Linked DNA regions of Mus musculus: region 1 is linked to region 2. The links are chromatin contacts, called in public Hi-C maps. All regions are on one chromosome and are shown on one strand. The core of a region is the stretch at or near the end of the contact, and the rest is flanking DNA. Distances in the headings are between cores, read along the strand shown. Region 1 has its middle 32 kb from the start of Gm36737. Region 2 has its middle 17 kb from the start of 6330420H09Rik.

Region 1 (4,531 bases), core at 731-3,230, 380 kb after region 2:
GAAAACCTGTCTGCGTCTTAGAAAGCCCTTATTACCTAACAGAGAGCACATCCAAGGGTGTTTACAAAGGACCAAGATCAATAGATCAAAAAATATGTCTGCGTGAAAGGGAGTTAAGTTAACTTCTGCCCCCATCCCATCTCTGGGGCAACAAACCACTTCCTCTCCATCTTCCCCAGCTCAGGACAGTCTGGTTCTACAGTGAGCTTTGTTTGCTTGCTTTTGTTCTGTTTTAGCAGGAATCGCATACACACAAGCACGCACAAGAAAACAAATAATTTTCATACTTGTGCTGATACAGTGCAAGACAGAGAGAAGAAAACATGAATGTAATCCAGTGGAAATGGGAAAACCAGGCCACTTTGTGGCCATCGAGGATCCTTGGGGACGATAGTCAGCTGTCCAGGCTTCACCGTCCTGTGACTGGGGAGAGGGGACTTGTGCTGGTCCAGGTGCCATGTGTCTGTGTCGCTTTTCCTGCCCATGGTCTATTGGTCTTGCTTGCTTGTACTGGACCTTGTCTTTCAGTGGCTCTCAGGAAGCTGGGGCCCATCACACACACTTGGCAGGCACTCTGAGCTTTTCTACCTCTGCTTGTGTGGCTGCAGATGCTCTGCAACTTCTTCTGGCTGGAATCTCTCAGAATATACAGTACTCAGGGAAGACAAGAGAATGGACTAAGCACCAATATGGCCAGCCTGTGATACTTAAAGGCTGAGCATTTCTGTTCTGCCATGGACCTTTCTGTCATCGGGACAATCATATTCACCATCCAAGTTTTACCAGACCATGGAACAACTCAATGGTTTGACAAGCTCCTTGTCTTGTGTCGTGATACTCTGTCTGCTATCTTTCTTGGGTATGGACTCCAGCTAACATCCCAGCATTGTGAAGCATTCCCAAACTGCTCTCAGAATCCCCCTGCAGTGTGCATTTTGTTTGTTTGTTTGTTTGTTTGTTTGTTTGAACTCAATCCTTAGTTGGTTTTGTATGTGACTCACTTGGTACATAGTGTGAGGGCACAAACCAACACTATTCATATGGCCTACTTGTCCTCTTAAAGTCAATGTCAGGCCACGAGCGCTGGGAAGCATTCACTTGGGCCTTCAACTTCAGACTGGGTATCATGAAAAGGCAATCCCTGTTTCTTGGGCAGCATCCAAAGACTCTGAACAGTCCGACTCTGGGCTAGGGCTCAGAAAGGGAGTGAAAGAGATAAAGTAAGGCAATGAGGGGAGAGAGCCGCCAAGAGCAGCGCTCAAGTGACAGCTCTGGAGTGCATCTTCTCAGGCTGACAGAGTGGAGGGGACGGCAGTGGCCACTTCTGCTCTCGGAGTTTGGCTTAGGGAAACACCCATCAAAGGTGCAGTTCTGGCAACAGACGCCTTGACCTCCCTCTCTTTATTGCCAGCTAATAACAAAGTGCAAGCCAAGAAGCAAATTCATTGCAAATTGTATAAAAGTTTCAGGGCCAGAATGAAGCTGTTAAAAACCACATCTGTAAAAATGGTGTAATTATTATGGGTGGGTAAAAATCTGGCAAGAGTTATTTTCTTAAATAAGGCGTAAAAGGGAACAGATGTGGTGTAACTGACTCCCCCCCCCCCCCAGCTTCACAAAGTCTATGAAAAGAGAAAAATGGATCTGATTTATCAGATTATCTTATTTATTTCAGTACAGCAGCCAGGAGGCCAGGAAAAAAAAATCCTGTTGTCTGTTCTCAGTCCTTTATAAAAAGAAGAGTCGACGGGAACTGGGCGAGACACTTCCAGGCGATGCAGGCATGGCTGCCAATGAGCGAGGAGCATGTGTGGGGAACAGCAGGAAAAGTCAGAATCAAGGCTCAGAGAAGATGCAATGACAGGAGGGGAGGTGGCCATGACATCTAAGTAGAAAATCACAGGCACAAAGGAACATGGCAGTTTGGGATCAAGCTGGAATGTGAAAAATGACCAAAGACAAAGACAGGCACTTTAAGTCTGGAAGTCATTACCTCCTCGTGAAGACAGCAGAATTCCACGTTGCTTGGTCAGTGTCTGCAAGGGCCATCCAGGGAGGCTTTTGGTGGGATTTGCTTCTCCACCCCCCCATCTCTCTCTCTCTCTCTCTCTCTCTCTCTCTCTCTCTCTCTCTCTCTCTCTCTCTCTCTCTGAGCTTAGCAACATAAATTTGTTGTCATTGATGTATTAAATACAATGGACACATGTTGGCAGGGAGGATGCAGGCAGAGCCTGGAAGGTATTAAAGGGACAGCCTATGAAATAATCGCCTAAATGGGCCCACTGCAGGATCTTAATACCCCGTGACAACATTCAATTGTCAAATTCTGCCAGAGTGTCCTACATGCTACAACAATTAAGCCAGAAATTCTTAGGTTTATTTTAGTGCCCCCCTCCCCAAATTCCCCGTTAAGAACAGGAAATGCCAGCGAGCTGTGAGACTCTAAAGCAAGAACTCAGAACTTGGAAGAAAAAGGGATGGCCTAGCATTTTATGAGACTTCTGCCATTAACTCTGTAATGAATGTCTTTCACCTCCCCTCGATAAAGAGGCAATGTGGGTTTTAATTGGACTTTTGGCTTTTCTTCATTTGATTTAAACCAAGGTAGAGTTTCAAACAATAACACCGAACACCTGGTTAACACATTAGATGGTATGGTGCAGTTGTAAATTGTGGTTTTAATAGTAGGTCTCTGGGGAATTTCAAAGGCCCTCATTGTTCTGTTTGGTAGATATTAGAGGGGGAAAAAAAGAACAATTTTGGGCTATAAGAGCCACACACATGACTTTGGTCCAAGTCAGCTTATGAAATTTGATCATTCGACCCTAGCGGGAGCCAGTTTTTGACTGAGACTCAGAATCACACACTTGCTGGTTCCATATTTCTAGGGCAACAGGGCCAGTGTCATGTCTAAGCATGAAGGTGAATTCTGTGTGTGTTCACATACACCAACAAATGCATGATCTTCCTGTGTGTTGGTGTGTGCAGGGGTGCGGGAGCCTTAGAGTAGCAGTTCTCTTTCTTCCCTTTCTTAAAACAAAACAAATGAGGCTCTTTGGGCTGGCGGAGTCTTATTCCCGCTACTTGTGGGTTTTCTTTTCCAGCAGCCCCTTTCCACATCAGCAGGGGGCTGGCCCTGCCTGGAAGCCTGAGGGGGTCCCCTCATATTTTAAAGTGACACTTTCCCAAATGCCTGAATGACTTTTGCCCTTCCCTTCCAGCTGTGGCTCCACCCCTGCCTTTGCTTCCTAATTCTCCTGGGCACATACTGAAAACAAAGCCGAAGGTCTTATTGCTTCCCTCTGACTGGAACCATGAACTTGGTGGAAATTGCCAACAGAGATGCCTTTGGAGTCATTGCTCTGCATAGCCTTCCTCCTGCCCACTTGGCCTCACCTACAGGGCTCCTCCCATACTCCGAATACAAGACCAATAGAAGTCACTCTGGAGGACCTTGAGGGGGACCTTGCTGCCTACAGTCCAGGATATCCCAAAGAGGAAAGGGAGAAGAAAGAAAGAATGGTCATTAGGGAAGAAACAGCATAGAGGCCATCTCTTTGAAACCTGTTAATTTAGGACAAGGGATTGAGAACTCAAGTCTAGCAGGGGCAGGCTGAGAAGCCCTTTCTCTGCTTTGCTCTGCTCACCATGCTGTGGCAAGACTGCAGAGAGACTTCCCATTGCCCTATGCTGTTCTCGGGCTTTCCTGCTACTGCAAACATGAAACCAAGGGCCATGTTCTAAGCAGCAGGTGCCAGCTGATCCAGGAGGTGATGAGAGATCTCTGAATGCCAACTGCAGCCATTTACCATGCATTTTATGCCCTGATCCTGGGCCTAGAGCTTCATTCACAGGAGACATGCTTCCCTGCACACAGTAGGCACTGTGCCTCACACACAGTGAGTGCTTATTAGTCATTCCCAGTGAATGTGCATGCCTTCCAGCAGGCTCAGTGCCTTGCACACAGTAAAGGGCTATTCCTCATATCCACAGCGGGCACTCCTTCCTCATACTCGGAAGCATATGTCCCATCCACAGTAGGCATGCTACCTTGCACACATAGGTTCCTGCTGCCTCCAATACAGTAGTGCCTAAGGCTTGCCAAGGGGATGTCTGAGAGTGCTGCTGCTGCCAGTGGGGCCTGGGTTGTGGTCTTTCTGTTTCACAGGAGAACCGGACTTAGGCTTATAGGGACAGTCATCAGGTTCTGCCGAATCCTGAGGAGAGACACAGAGCTCGGTAGTAGAGGCTTGTCTAGTATGTGTGAGGTCATCCAGGAGGTCACCACCTCCTGGATCAGCTGGCACCTGAATGCTTTGCTCACGAGAACCTTCATTCCCTGGTTGTTGGATACTTTTCTTTCTTTTCAGAAACAGGAAATTCAGAAATGTCTCCAGAAGGAATATTTGGAGCTTAGAACATGGCCCTTGGTTTCATGTTTGCAGTAGCAGGAAAGCTCGGTAGTAGAGGCTTGTCTAGTATGTGTGAGGTCATACTAAACCAAAACCAAAACCCAATAACAAACAAACAA
Region 2 (4,573 bases), core at 1,209-3,708:
GGTGACAACCACTATTAGCGGCTGTGATTTAATAATCCCAATAAATGTGCACATTTTTTAAAAAAGGGGGCTCTTTGTAATTTTTGTCCCAGCATTTGCAACTGAATCTTTTAATGAAGGGAACACAACAGTTTTATGTTATAGACGATGCCATAATTGGGAAATCAAAGCTCCTTCAGACACCTAGAGCCCGAAGCAGGAACCGAACACCGAAGGATGCCCGAAGCAGGAACCGGTGAAATCAAGTTTCTAGTTGTGTGTGTTCCGATGATAACTCAGACCAGGAAGAGAATCTGATTCCTTTTGGATCTTATGCATTTTGGGGCAATAAGAAACAGATCCCATTAGCAAATATGTAAAGGCCTCCCTTAAGAGTTAGACTCGGGCAAATTTAGAACAAATGAGATGTAATTTTTCTATCTTACAGGCTTGCCTGTTTTACCTAATATTATCATAATGAATTGGCTTCAGCAACTGAAGGTGGGGAAAGAGAGGCGTGCCTGGTAAGGAGGGGGCGAGTGCAGCAGAGGCCTGATCTCCCCTGCTGCCCTGACCTTGTGCCCTTTCCTGACCTCAGTCTGAACGCCTGGGGAAGTCACCTCATCCCCACAGAGCAACCCTGCCTAGCAAAGACAAGCTGTGAGGAGAGAGAACCATGTGGACCCCCACCATAGACCATGGCTCATGGCACCTTTGCCCCCTCTTCCTGCCTCTGTCTCCCCATTGCCAGCAGCACTTCTTTTAGTGGTCAATTGAAATTTTATGGCTACGTTATTTAAAAAACACCATAGAAGAGCTGAATGAGGGAAGGATGATGGAAAGGCTGCTTGTCTTTTACCATAATTACTCTTGATAGCAATTTGAACTAATTTGCATTAAAACACCCATTTAGCCAAGCTGCTGAAGATGGGGACTTAGTGTGTGTAGTTTGTAAGACCTCAAGACGCCTCCCGATCTGTGTTGAGTTTAAACTACAGAGCCCTGCAAGACACTGCTCCATACCTTTTTCTGCCAGGCCAAAGCTTGCCCTCAGTAACCCTAGTGGCATGCTGGGTTGCATGGCAAAGGGCACACCTTCCTCATAGCTGCACTGTGCAAGCCTGGAGAGTCAGAGACAGAGAGGGTGGCTTAAAGACCCAGGTTCCTTCCCTTCTTGGGGTGATCTTCATGTCCCTTCTCTTCACTCCCCTGAGGCTGTTTATCTTCAAAGCACAAAAGATACCAACAAAACACTTGCAGCTTTGCCCTCTCTAGATCTTCTATTCATATGTGTGTGTGTAAGTGTGTACTTCTCTTACACAGTGATGGGCTTTGAGGTGTGACACTGCCACACAACTCCTTGGCTAGTAGCTATGCCCTGTCACTTAGGCCAGGCTGTGCGAGTTGGGAAGGGCTGGCTCTGTGTTTATGAAGATGGTACAGCTGTCTCCCTGTCTGTCTGTGTTTTCTGTGTGTATGTCTGCATTTGGTTTCTCAATGCTGCCCCTGGATTTTATTTCAGAAAGAGAAAACAGAAGAAGATTTAAGCCTGATGAAGTACTGAGGACCATTTGGACCCTCTGCTGTCTTCTTTACTTTGTTCTTTGCTGCAAATATCTTCTGTTTCTGCCCCCACCCCCACCCCCGCCATATTTGAAGATGTTTGAATCTAAAAATCAAGAGGAAATGAGTTAAAACTCAAAGCAGGCATTTCTGCGAGTCTGGCAGTGAAGTCAGGGGGAAGGATATCCAGTGGGTGGAAGACCTAACTTTGAATTCTGTAAACACTGCCCCCACCCTAGTCTCTCCCTATGAAGAACCTGATACCCATGGGGACAGTACACTTAGGGACAGTGGCTTTTTCCTTTATTTGTGTCAGTTTCCCAAATGTGCACATCCTCTGAATCCATAGAACATGCACACGTGCTCCTGAACAGACAGAATAATTTCTGAAATTAGATGCTACAGCTGCAATTAGCCAAAGGCAAGTACAGTAGCTCCCCCCTCTCTTCTTGTCTTCTACAGTCCTTCCCATCTCTCTTCCCTCGCCCCCTTCTTCTCCTCTCACGCCTTTGCCCTTTCGCCTTTTTTACATCTCTCTCTTCCTTTCTCATAAATAAGTACCTTTTGGATTTTTAGGCCCTGCCTCTCACAGTCCCCTCCTGCCCACCTACCTGCAGGCTGCACAGAACACAGCATCAAAGGGTCAGGACCACCAACAAGGTGTCACGGAGAAGGTGACTCAGGATGCAGGGCAGGTGCCAGACTGCTCAAATAAGCATCACCCCCCCAACAGGTTCTCGGGACTGAGACCCTTCTGGTAGCTGGGGATCCTACAGAGGTCAAGAAGCCCCGGGTTAGAGGAAGAAAAGGGGAGAAAGGCAGCGGGCAGATAGCTCCTGCTGCATCCCACTGGGAACCGGGTGCGTTGACAACTCTCAAGCACAAGATGGCACCCTTAAGCTTTCAAAGGAGTCAGGCTCCTCAGGAAACATGACACTACCCTGGCCAGCTGCCTCCTTCTAGGGAGACTGGAGAGGTCCCTTTCCAGTACCCACCAGGCCAGGGGTCTGCTTCACTCTTCTTAAGGCTATGCAGCTGCACAGAGGCCCACCAAGCAGAACCCCTCCTGCCAACCCAGGTAGTTTCTCGTGTGGGCTTTGCAAGTCTGTTATGGCTGGACTCCCAGGCTTTGTTTCCCAAGTTGGAATAAAGGAACTGCACCGGGAAGGGGGCTTTGAGAAACAGAATACCATGCTGGCAGAGGCCCCTGTTGTCCAGGACATGCCACCAGGCTGATGGATGGCTCTATCATTATTTACCAAATTGTGGCCCAGAGCCACACTGGCAAAGGCTTATCAAGGTGGGGGTCTCTGGGCATGTAGAAAGTCCCCTGGGTCTTCTCCCACCGGGCTGACACCCTGAGCACACAAGAGCTCTTCTGTGGGAGAGAAGCTGTTTTTCTGGATCCCATGTTTCCCTTGACTGTGATTAGCTACCTGTCTGCCTGTGAGTCCCAGAGGACAGGGACCTGCCAGGGCCAGATGCCCATCATTGATGGGCAAGCGCTGGCTTACTGCACAGGCAAGGGAGTCAGATTGGCCCTGGAGATCAGCTCTGGGACTTGGGAAGTGGAAAGAAAGGGTTGAAAGTGTTCTGTAGGAGCCAGGCCAGGAAGTGTGGTGGGAGTAGATGTGAACGTGTGCTGTGAAGATGAAGTGGCTTGGGCAGGTGCTCATGCCGGCCAACTGAAGACAGTAACAGACCCAATGCTGCCTCTGTGAGAGGACCGCAGGGATGGACTTATGCCTCCCATGGAGGGGAGCACTCTCACAGAACACTAGAACCCATAGGTCACAGCAGGGTTGAAGCCTTTTTGTTTGTTTCTCTGTGCACACACAGATATGAGCATGTTAACCCATGTGTGTATATATTGTGTGTATATATATATCCGAAAAGCATCACCAGCAGCTCTCTATCGGGGAACAATGTGGATTTAGAACTCCATAGAGCTGGGTTCTCATTTGGTTGTACCACTTCTATGCAGGTGACTCTTAATGGTCACTTGGCCTCTGTGACCTTATTGGTCAATGGGATGAAAGTGGCCCCTCCATTTACAGTAGACCAGAAAGCTGTTAGGTGGGACTTTGCAATTGCTGGGTATCCCTGTGAACCTTGTTGTTTTCCAGCTCATACCTCCTGGTCACCTTGTCACCCTGATATGGAATCCCATCTCCAGTCTCCTCCCATCAGCAGCTGTTTTAGAGAATATCGGTATGCATTGCTGGACTCCAAACCCACGTGGGCCACCTTATATGCTCTGTCCATGAGTGCAGGAGTCGGAGATGTGATGGAGGGCAGGATTGCTGCTCTTTCTTCTGTGCCTGTGGGGAACCCCGACTCACTTTCCAGCCCTTGCTTTACCTTTTCCATTTCTTGTGTGCTGCATACCTGTGTGGGCAGGTTTTTCGTGTGTGGGGGCATACCTGTGTAGCTGCACACATATGCACATATATGTGGAAGTAAGGCTGGTGTTGGGAGCCATCCTCTATTGATCTTCTACCTTAATCACTGAAGCAGGGTCTCTCAAACCTAGAGCCCGTTAAGATGGCTCGTTTTAGCCAGCTTAGTCTGGGGAATCTACGGTCCCTACCTTTTGAGGCAAGAATTACAGGAGGCACACCACACTCATCCAGCATTTACGTGTGTCTGGACACCCAAATGTTGGTCCTTACACTTGCCGAGCAAGTGCTTAGTCACAGAGTCCTCCCTCCTGCATCAGTTGTTCTTGAAGTAAGGTTCACCTACATATGGCTTCTGACTTGAGCAATTGTCACTTAGTCAAAGACTTGCTTGAGGGTCTAGATACATCTATAGAAGAATGCTCTGTCAGAGGGTGAACCCATGAGAACCCAAGGGCATGGCTAATAATCCAGTAGTAATTGGCCTGGACAGTAACACGGAAGCTGCTGAAGGTGTTGACCATCCCCTCCACATACACCCTCCTGGGTACTCAGGGTAAGAACAAAGCTTGTCTTTAGGTTGGGAATAAAATCCAAGGAATTAAAAATCTGTGCATATTAACCCAAAGAAA

Evidence for each region. A called contact is a pair of places that touch in the nucleus more often than the background predicts.
Region 1: a contact with region 2 is called in a Hi-C map of embryonic limb bud, with 1.8 times the contacts expected there. The contact joins two enhancer-like sites. A contact is called at or near these places in 3 of 484 Hi-C or Micro-C datasets (bone marrow-derived macrophages, embryonic limb bud and muscle stem cells).

What each region holds. Positions count from the first base shown.
Region 1 is chr7:136,211,486-136,216,016 of GRCm38.p6, forward strand. No RefSeq gene overlaps it. Among named protein-coding and RNA genes, the nearest start is that of Gm36737, 32 kb to the left of the region's middle. Within about 2 kb of position 1,981, at least 27 of the 459 cell types and tissues checked have an H3K27ac peak or open chromatin away from gene starts, as enhancers often do. A contact at or near this core is called in embryonic limb bud and muscle stem cells, where this site is marked.
Region 2 is chr7:135,834,798-135,839,370 of GRCm38.p6, forward strand. No RefSeq gene overlaps it. Among named protein-coding and RNA genes, the nearest start is that of 6330420H09Rik, 17 kb to the right of the region's middle. Within about 2 kb of position 2,459, at least 23 of the 459 cell types and tissues checked have an H3K27ac peak or open chromatin away from gene starts, as enhancers often do. A contact at or near this core is called in embryonic limb bud and muscle stem cells, where this site is marked.